Regions from separate parts of the Danio rerio genome. Here region 1 is linked to region 2. Evidence: chromatin contacts called from public Hi-C data. All regions are on one chromosome and are shown on one strand. Each heading gives the region's core, a stretch centred on a gene start, on an enhancer-like site or on the middle of the called end of the contact. The rest is flanking DNA. Distances are from core to core; before and after follow the strand shown. Region 1 holds the start of lto1 (LTO1 maturation factor of ABCE1). Region 2 has its middle 64 kb from the start of zgc:153993.

Evidence for each region. Hi-C and Micro-C count contacts between places; a contact is called where the count stands out from the background.
Region 1: a contact with region 2 is called in a Hi-C map of embryo, with 2.4 times the contacts expected there. The contact joins the promoter of lto1 here to the enhancer-like site in region 2. A contact is called at or near these places in 2 of 18 Hi-C or Micro-C datasets (both in embryo) and 2 of 4 datasets of contacts at active chromatin or transcription factors (caudal fin and embryo).

What each region holds. Positions count from the first base shown.
Region 1 is chr7:69,606,056-69,610,477 of GRCz12tu, forward strand. lto1 (LTO1 maturation factor of ABCE1) reads left to right here and starts at 2,653. Exons shown (of 5, transcript NM_001083552.1): 1 at 2,653-2,759; 2 at 2,913-3,018. The coding sequence starts at 2,701. It also overlaps a transcript of ano1a not described here.
Region 2 is chr7:69,492,530-69,497,125 of GRCz12tu, forward strand. It overlaps a transcript of ano1a not described here. Among named protein-coding and RNA genes, the nearest start is that of zgc:153993, 64 kb to the left of the region's middle. Within about 2 kb of position 2,107, at least 11 of the 62 cell types and tissues checked have an H3K27ac peak or open chromatin away from gene starts, as enhancers often do.

The DNA.
Region 1 (4,422 bases), core at 1,403-3,902, 110 kb after region 2:
GGTAATTCACTTGCATTTTTTACATACTGATGTTAAATGGAATTAAAATGACAACTCACTCATCTTTTATAGGAGGAGGTCAGGCTACACGAGAAACAGTTTTCAGAGTAATACTTGTTACAAATCTGCAACGGTGTAAAATCTTCTCATTGTATCTCTCCGCAATATGCTGTATTGACAGCTAATATTGATGGTTCTCACTGTAGTGCGTTCTGCATGCAGAATGGTACAAGTACACATTAATTAAATAGTTATTTATTTATTTATTTTTCTAATGTTACAATACTGTTTTACAATACTTTTTAGTTTTTAATGTAATGATTTAACAGATTTAACAGGAAAATATACATATTTGGGTCAAAGACAAGATGAATAATAAATCACTAACTTATCCGGCATAAGTTTTACACAGCGGATGCCCTTCCAGCCACAACCCAGTACTGGGAAACACCCATACTCTTTTGCACTCACACACGTACACTATGGCCAGTTTTAGCTTACCCACTCGACATGAAACTGGAGCACCTGGAGGAAACCTACACCAATACGGGGAGAACATACAAACTCCACACAGAAATGCCAACTGACTTAGCCAGGACTCAAACCAGCGAACTTCTTGCTTTGTGACGACAATGCCAACCACCGAGCCACCCATACTTTTTATTTCTAAATTTAGTCAAATTTGAAATTATTTGAAAAAACTTACTGACAGTAAGTTTAATGAGCAAAACTGTATGTATTTTAAAGAATAGTAACAAATTATAAAGATTTAATATAACAGTTTTTGAGCTTTGAGTGATCTGTCTACACAGTGCCCAAACTTTTTCCTATAAAGGGCCAAAAAGCAAACTTGATTGAGGGCTGTGGGACAAATATATACAGTTGAAGTCAGAATTATTAGCACCCCTGAATTATTAGCCCCCAGTTTTTTTTTCCCCCAATTTCTGTTTAACGGAGAGAAGATTTTTTTTTCAACACAATTCTAAATAAAATTGTTTTAGTAACTCATTTCTAATAATTGATTATCCTGCCATGATGACAGAAAATAATATTTTACTAGATATGTTTCAAGACTTCAATACAGCTTAACGTGACATTTAAAGGCTTAACTAGGTAAATTAGGTTAACTAGGCAGGTTAGGGTAATTAGGGAAGTCATTGTATAACGATGATTTGTTCTGTAGAATAATGAAAAAAATAGCTAAAAGGGGCTAATAATTTTGACATAAAAATGTTTTTTTTTATTATTAAACACTGTTTTTATTCTAGCTGAAATAAAACAAATAAGACTTTCTCCAGAAGAAAAAATATTATCAGACATACTGTGAAAATTTCCTTGCTCTGTTAAACATCATTTGGGAAATATTTGAAAAAGAAAAAACATTCAAAGGGGGGCTAATAATTCAACTGGATACTAAAGCGTATACATTAAATTTGCCATGGGTAATTTTCTAATTTATTTAATGTTTAATAAAAACTAGAAAATGTTACTTTAAATCAAATTAACTACTCTAGTTTAATTTTAAGATGTTATAATGAACTTATTACAGTAAAATCATAAACAATCCCATTTATAACATAATGGAGTTCAATACTGAATACACTGCTCAGAGCTGCTCCTGCCTTTACCTTTATTTACCTACCTCTATCTGTCGAGTGACAGTATTTACATTTTAGAAGTCTGATTTATTTAAAACATTTAATTGAATCATTTACTTTCCGTTGACTGTTTTTTTTTTTTTTTTTTTTTGTATCTCAGCAATAAAAAAATAAAATTAAAAAAAACAACCACCTTGTCATCGTTCTCCCTCACTTCTCAGATGGCATAAGGCTGATATGTGATAGTGTGCCAAATCAAAGGTTACCATGGGCCAACTTTGGGCATCTCTGGTCTAAACACTTCATCAAATGTTTATTGATCTAAATATGACTGACAAGTTCTTGTTATATGAACTACGGTTATACTGAAGGACATTTTATTAAATAAATACATTCTGTAAATAATGCCATATAAATTACAGTAATGTGTTTGGTCAGAAAACAAAAACAAAAAACAAGACATTATCATACTCCTCAATTCACTGTCGAAATTAGATATTAGGCTTACATTTAGGTGAAATATACTAATACATCTTATATTATTGATTGTTTTAGACATTTTAATGTATACTTATTGTAGTTATTGAGTTTTTAACGATATTATTATTATGGTCGAAGTAGTAATGTTTTATTAGTGTAGGACCGCATGTAAACGTGCTAGCATGCTAGCATATCTCCAAAATAAGCCTTCGTTTGAAAACACGAACAGTATATTCCATGAAAAGACAAAATAGCGATATATTCACAATAAAAATTGTGAGAATAAGTAAATGATAGCTTACCGTATTTGACACCTGAAAATACGTATTTGGTCTTCACTCTTCAGTGCAGATCTAAAAATGCAAACCGGTAAATCTTTAAATATTATTGTTACCGACTGACGTCTTTCTTTCAGTACAAACAACCGGATATCCAACTTATTTCAAGATCTGATCAGAAATACACACAGTTAGTGATGCAAACCTTTAGCTTTCCTTCCAGTAGACGGCGCGTTGGTTCAGTCCCATCGGTGTTAACATTCGGCTAGGACCGAAGAAGAACGATTCCGGAAGACCACCCGTAAACTCTTCTGATCAGGAAAGCAAGCTATTTTAATGTAAAAATGGCATTTGAGCCCAATAATGATGATTTGTTTGACTCCATCATCATGGCCGATGACAGGTAACGTTAACTAAAGTCACGCACAAACTGTTGCGTCACGAAGTTAGTGTTCATCAATGTAGTCCAGTGTGTAAGTGTGTGTTTAAGTTAGTTCAGTGTCCTTAGCTGTTATTAATTTACATTTAGGCTCATAAATATGCTTTTCTCTTTTAGGTTTCATGTTGAAGGTTATCAGGAGGGCTTTGACGAGGGAGTTCGACAGGGGACCATCGAGGGTAGAAATCACGGGCGGCTGCATGGAGCCAAACTCAGTGCAGAGGTGAAATACACATAATGTCAGATTCACTTGGTTTGGATTAAAGGAATATCACCATTTGTTTTCCTACATGGACGTAATCAATACATTCCTTTCGTGTATTTTAGTAGGTAAAGCTATTGCATTAAGTTCATTGTACTGAATAAGTTCTGAATAATGCTGTAGCCTTCTGGAAAAGCAGTGCCAGGGGGTTTGCTGTTGTGTTTTCACAATGACTTTGTGTGATTTACAATGAGACAACACAAGCATTGTCCAAGCATTGTACAATCTTAATTAATCAGTTCAACATATCTTGAAAAGCATTATTAGTAAAGGGACAGTTCACCCAAAATGGAACAAACAGAAGATACTTTGATGAAAGCTGAAAACATAACCATTGACCTCCATGGTATTCGTTTTTCGTACTATGGAAGTCAATGGTTAAAGGTGTTAGACCACAGTCTCCACGCCAGATAAATACGATCCAGTCCTGGATGCTTGATCTTGTCAGGAAATGTCAGTTTCTCCAGGTATTTGGACAACAAGTCAGCAGAGCAATACCCAAACTGTTAACCAATATTCAACTGAATTAACAGTCTACTATCAATATAGGAGGAAGCAAGAGAAGAGCAGATGCAGGAGACGAAGTGATGATAATAAAAAGCTGCATGTGTTTCAGTGCATGCTCATACTTCGTCTGACCAGGATAAGTCCAGTGTTATTATACCACAAGCAACAGCAATGGAAAATTACTTCACAACATTGTCCATAGACAATACAGACCTTGAAATGGAGACTTTCTCTCATCTCTTACTTATTGTCGGCTGCACATCCATGATGCGAATTTCCCCTTTAACCATATCACAAAGGTGCTCTATTGGATTGAGATCTGGTCACTGTGGAGGCTATTTTAGTACAGTGAACTCATTGTCATGTTCAAGAAACCAGTCTGAGATGATGGCACCCGCTGTGGTCTTCTGCTGCTGTAGCACATCTGCCTCAAGGTTTGATGTGTTGTGCATTCAGAGATGCTCTTCTGCATACCTCATTTGTAACGAGCGGTTATTTGAGTTACTGTTACCTTTCTATCTAGCCATTCTCCTCTGACCTCTGGCATCAACAAGGCATTGGCACCCACAGAAGTGCCTCACACTGGATTTTTTATTTATTTTTCTTTTCGGACCATTCTCAGTAATCCCTAGAGATGGTTGTGCGGGAAAATCTCAGTAGATCAGCAGTTTCTGAAATACTCAGTCAAGCCCATCTGGCACCAACAACCATGCCACATTCAAAGTCACTTAAATCCTTTTTCTTCCTCATTCTGATGCTCGGTTTGAACTGCAGCACATTGTCTTGACCATGTCTACATGCCTAAATGCATTGAGTCGCTGCCATGCGATGGACTGATTAGAAATTTGAATTAAGGAG
Region 2 (4,596 bases), core at 857-3,356:
ACGTACTGATCGCTATTGGTTTACAGAGAAACGTCACTAGCGCATGCATAAGCCAGGAGAATTAAAACAAAGGAAGCACCATTTTTAAATACAAAGCCAAAACATTACACCGTGATACTATATACATATAATAAAAAGTCATGGTCGACCCGAGCTTAAACAAACCTTGTCGTTGTCTTGATGAACTGCCACAAAGCCAAGAAGACGAGCAGAATCTACCCTGTGCTGTTGTTTACGAGGCCGTCTAAAAACGCGAGTGGCTTTCTTGAGAGATCTCACGAACGCTTGCCGTGCGTCTATATTTGAAAAACCAAAGTTGAGCTGATGATAATAACATGCGCGTGATTCATTGATCTACATTTATAATCAAGTTTGAAAGGTTAGTAATGAACATTTAAAGTATTTGTTTGTATTTGTGTTTTATGAGAAGTGCTTCTTGCATGATATGTAAACAACCCTTACAGCTTTACATTTACATTTCCTCGAACAAGAATGACGTCGACTGAAACTTTCTGTTGTATACCACACCTGCCGAAAGGGTACCATTGGTACCCTTGGCAGGGGATACACAAGCCTGATATAGGTGACCTGTACCGAATCACACCATATTTCAATACCATACTTCGTACCATACCATACTTCGTGGAAACGAGGCATAATTTACCTTCGGCTTAGCCCCTTGTTTATCAAGGGTTGTCACAGCCGAATGAATCGCCAACTATTCCAGCATATGTTTTACACAGTGGATGCCCTTCCAGACACAACCCAGTACAGGGAAACACCGATACACTCACACATCCACACACACACACACACACACACACACACACTCATACACTACAGACAATTTAGTTGATTCAATTCACCTGTACTGCATGTCTTTAGATTGTGGGGGAAACTGGAGCATCTGGAGGAAACCCATGGTATCTTAGGGTATACCCCTCAAAAATTACATTCTTCAGTACCTTAGATTCTTTAGTAACTTGCATTACTGAGATTTTAATAAATAATGATGTTACAATAAATAGCAAAAAGTAATATACTACTGTAATCACATTCCTCTTTGTCCCAACACTATCTAGATGCAACACAGGCTGTAGCGAAGTAAGCAAACTAGATTCACAGTCTTCAGAGGAATGAAACAGTAGAAGGTAACGATGATTGTGATTTTATATTCAGGAGCACAAAAAGGGAATTTCACAAGTAATGTGTTAATGTTATATTTGCTCACTCCCTCACATGTTAGTCATAACAGCAGTCAAGAGATTTCAGCGCTGGGCCACATCAGTGGAATATTTACCTTGTTTATATTTAGAGACTGAAGTTCAATGGGGGAAAAAAAAAACAGTGCACCCGGCCTCTTGCTCAGGCTAACAGTGTATCATCATGTCTGAGTGGCAGGCGGTGGCCCTCTGATCATTGTAACAGCTACTGGACCTGCACTTTTCACCTTTCTGAGAACATACGCAGATCTGACGTGGTCATCTGAGACAACCTTTATCAGTTGTGACTTGTTTTGATCACTAACGTGGTTCGGGTTCAGTTCCCAAGAAGTAACTTGCATCGCCCTTCTGCACACGTACAGCTCTTGTCCGTGCAACCCGACAGCTTACTTATCTGTGAGTGACAACGATGCATGGCGCTCTGATATAATACGAGTAGTGCTGAAGGATTGGAGTTCATCAGATATGCTTATCTTCCGACTTTCAAAGCAACAGCCTTCTAACCCGCCGGCATGGTGGCACTCCATGGCCGCCTGTTCATACCGGCAGGTCGTGACCTTGACAAGATCCAATGAGAGATCCATAATGGTGATCGAGGGCAGTTTCCTGGGCCGAGATGGCTCCTTCTCCCCTTCCCCCATCAATCTCCACTTCCAACAGAACTTCAACAAAGACGACACAATTGGGAAACAAGAATGCCGAGGGTCAAAAAGAGAAGGAGAAGGAGGTGGTGGGTGAGGAGGGAGGGGGGCGGTGGGGTCGAGACAAATCACATTTGATCCAAAGATAGTCAATGGCTCTTTAACTGGGAGCATGCTTTGGGAAGTATATGGACTGTGACTTTCAGGGCCTGTTTGCACAAAAGTGATGTGCCTTTGAAAGGGCCCCTGAATTGACAGCTTTTTCTTGCTCTGTGTGGTGCGGGCCAGGGCCCCAAGACACTCATATCACTGGGCCGTGACGGCAAGGAGAGGAGTTACACTTTGAAAACACACGGGGTTCCATTGGTCCAAGCTTTTGTTCCCCGGCTCGCAGGCCACTGTTCCTGCTCGTCGCAAGAAGACAATGAGAGGGCAGCCACTGGATTGGTTGCTCCCAAATCGAATAGCAAATGGCTGCCGATGCAGAACTAATCTGTGAAGAGGTCTTTCCTGTGCGATAACCACCCCCTACCCTTCGGCTGCCCTCCACCACCTCCTCGAACCAGCCAGCGCAATCTTTGATGGGAGATCACACAAAAAAGTCCAACCAGCTTTAAGGAACATTCTGCTTCTTCTTTTTTTTTTTTTTTTCTTCCCGAGGCTCCCATTCGTTCTTGTTCCTACTTATTTGATGTGGCAGCAATTAGTGAAAGACTTTTGTGCCTGGAGAAGATGGAGCAGACCACTTCAATGATCACGTTTATGCTCTGAATAGAAAACAAAAAAGCCAAGGGGACAGATAACATGTTCACATCAAACGGCCACACCGGTTGCACTTGTTACTGTTATGGCTCGTTCTCCTCTTTTATGGCGGGCCGAGCGAAGTGTTACTTTTCCCATGAGAAAGCTTGCTGGGGGCTGAGTGACATCATAGGGTGCCCCTTTTGCACCCACCTCTACAGGCGCTGAGCGGACTCGCATTGATGTGAGCACCTTGCATTCCGCCGGCGCCTGACCCCTTTGATTGCTCCCGCTTTAATGGCCCCATTGAAAGATAATAACAATTAGAGAGTCCTTTCTGAGGTGGCCTGTTTATTCTTAATGACAACATTTTTTAATCAGAAGAGGCAGGAGTTGGCCACCTCTGCTCTAGACGCCCACTGAGATTTGTCGCTCCCGCCCCAAATAAAGGGTGACTGGGATTAGTCTAGTCTGCGAGGACTTGCATAAAGTTTTGTTAATGCCAGCCTATTGCAACTCACCGTTGTTAGAATCAATTTTTTGGAGGAATATCTGCCTGTTCCCATAAATTTTCTTCAATGTCATGCTGATGACTGTTCTCTGACCGTAATTATGATTCGCCATCATGCTCCATGCAACAATGCAATGTGCATAGTTGAGCGGCAACTCATTCCACTGCATCTGTCACTACTCTCTCATAAAATGTCTGCTTACAATTAGGAAAATGCAGTTAAAAGCAGCGTTATTTCACTTACAAGAAACCAGATTAATGATCGGGGGATTGGTCTCGTATAGAGGAAAAATGCTTTACCAGAAATTCATACCCAGGTCTTTGAACAGCTTGCGCCCTTATGTCCTTCTATACCAACGCAAATCTCCAACGTTAAATTGTGACCTTGTTAAAACTGCTTAAATCACTCTGACTCCAATTAGGCTTCCAGAATGAAAGAGACAACTCAATTGGAGAGGGATCAAGGCAGGCCCCTTAATCACATAATGAAAGATTCAAGTGCCTTTGGTGAGCTCACAATACACAAAACACACAGCTCTGGCTTTGTTTTAGCTGTTAAATGTGTGTATTCCTTAACCACGCTGTGTTGCACTAATTGCAAGGCTGACTTGTTTATTGTGCATGCACAATGCAATTGCTGTAGATTAAGCATTTGAGGGGACGGCTGGAGTAATTCGATAATAATACAGTTCGGGCATCATAAAGCTTTTTTTATGATTAAAGCGGGTTCTAGCCAAAACATCTGTGGCTTTCATTCAAATGTTAGCACTTCTAAAATAATTACAGGCAAAGAATGCTCTTTTACATGCTTTAGGGTTCACACTTTTCCAGTTTTTCTTTACCTTGATTTTTCCTCTCAATTCCATTCCTTTATATTAAAGGTATAGTTCACCATTCTGTCACCATTTACTTACCATACACTTGTTTCAAACCTGTCTGACTTTCTTTCTTGAGTTGAACACATATATTGAAAAAAGCTGTAAAACATTGACTAACAAAGTATTTGGTTTTCCTATTATGAAAGTCAATTAGGAATGCAACGATTATAGATTTTAGTCGGAGGAATAATCAATGTTTCACTGTTATCATTATTTTTATAATGCATTCATTAATTTCAAAACACTACTAGTTTAGAAAGTATTTTAAAGTGTTATTTATTGCTGCTCAGTAACTAAATACAGCACAAAATAATGATAAAAACAAGCAGTATTTCTCTTTGGACTTAAAAATGTTTTTGGCATTTAAACATACGTAATAATTTTACACTGAAAAAAATCACAGAACAATAAATTAATAAATAAAAATAATGTAATGCAGTGGTTCTCAAACTTTTTTCACCAAGTATCACATCAGAAAAAAAAATAGTCTTTCCAAGTACCACCATAATGACCAGTATTGAAATACAGTAGCATGGTAGGCCCAATTAGGCAGCTTTACCTCTGCACAGTTAAAAAAAATCGTATTATGAATATTTATCGTC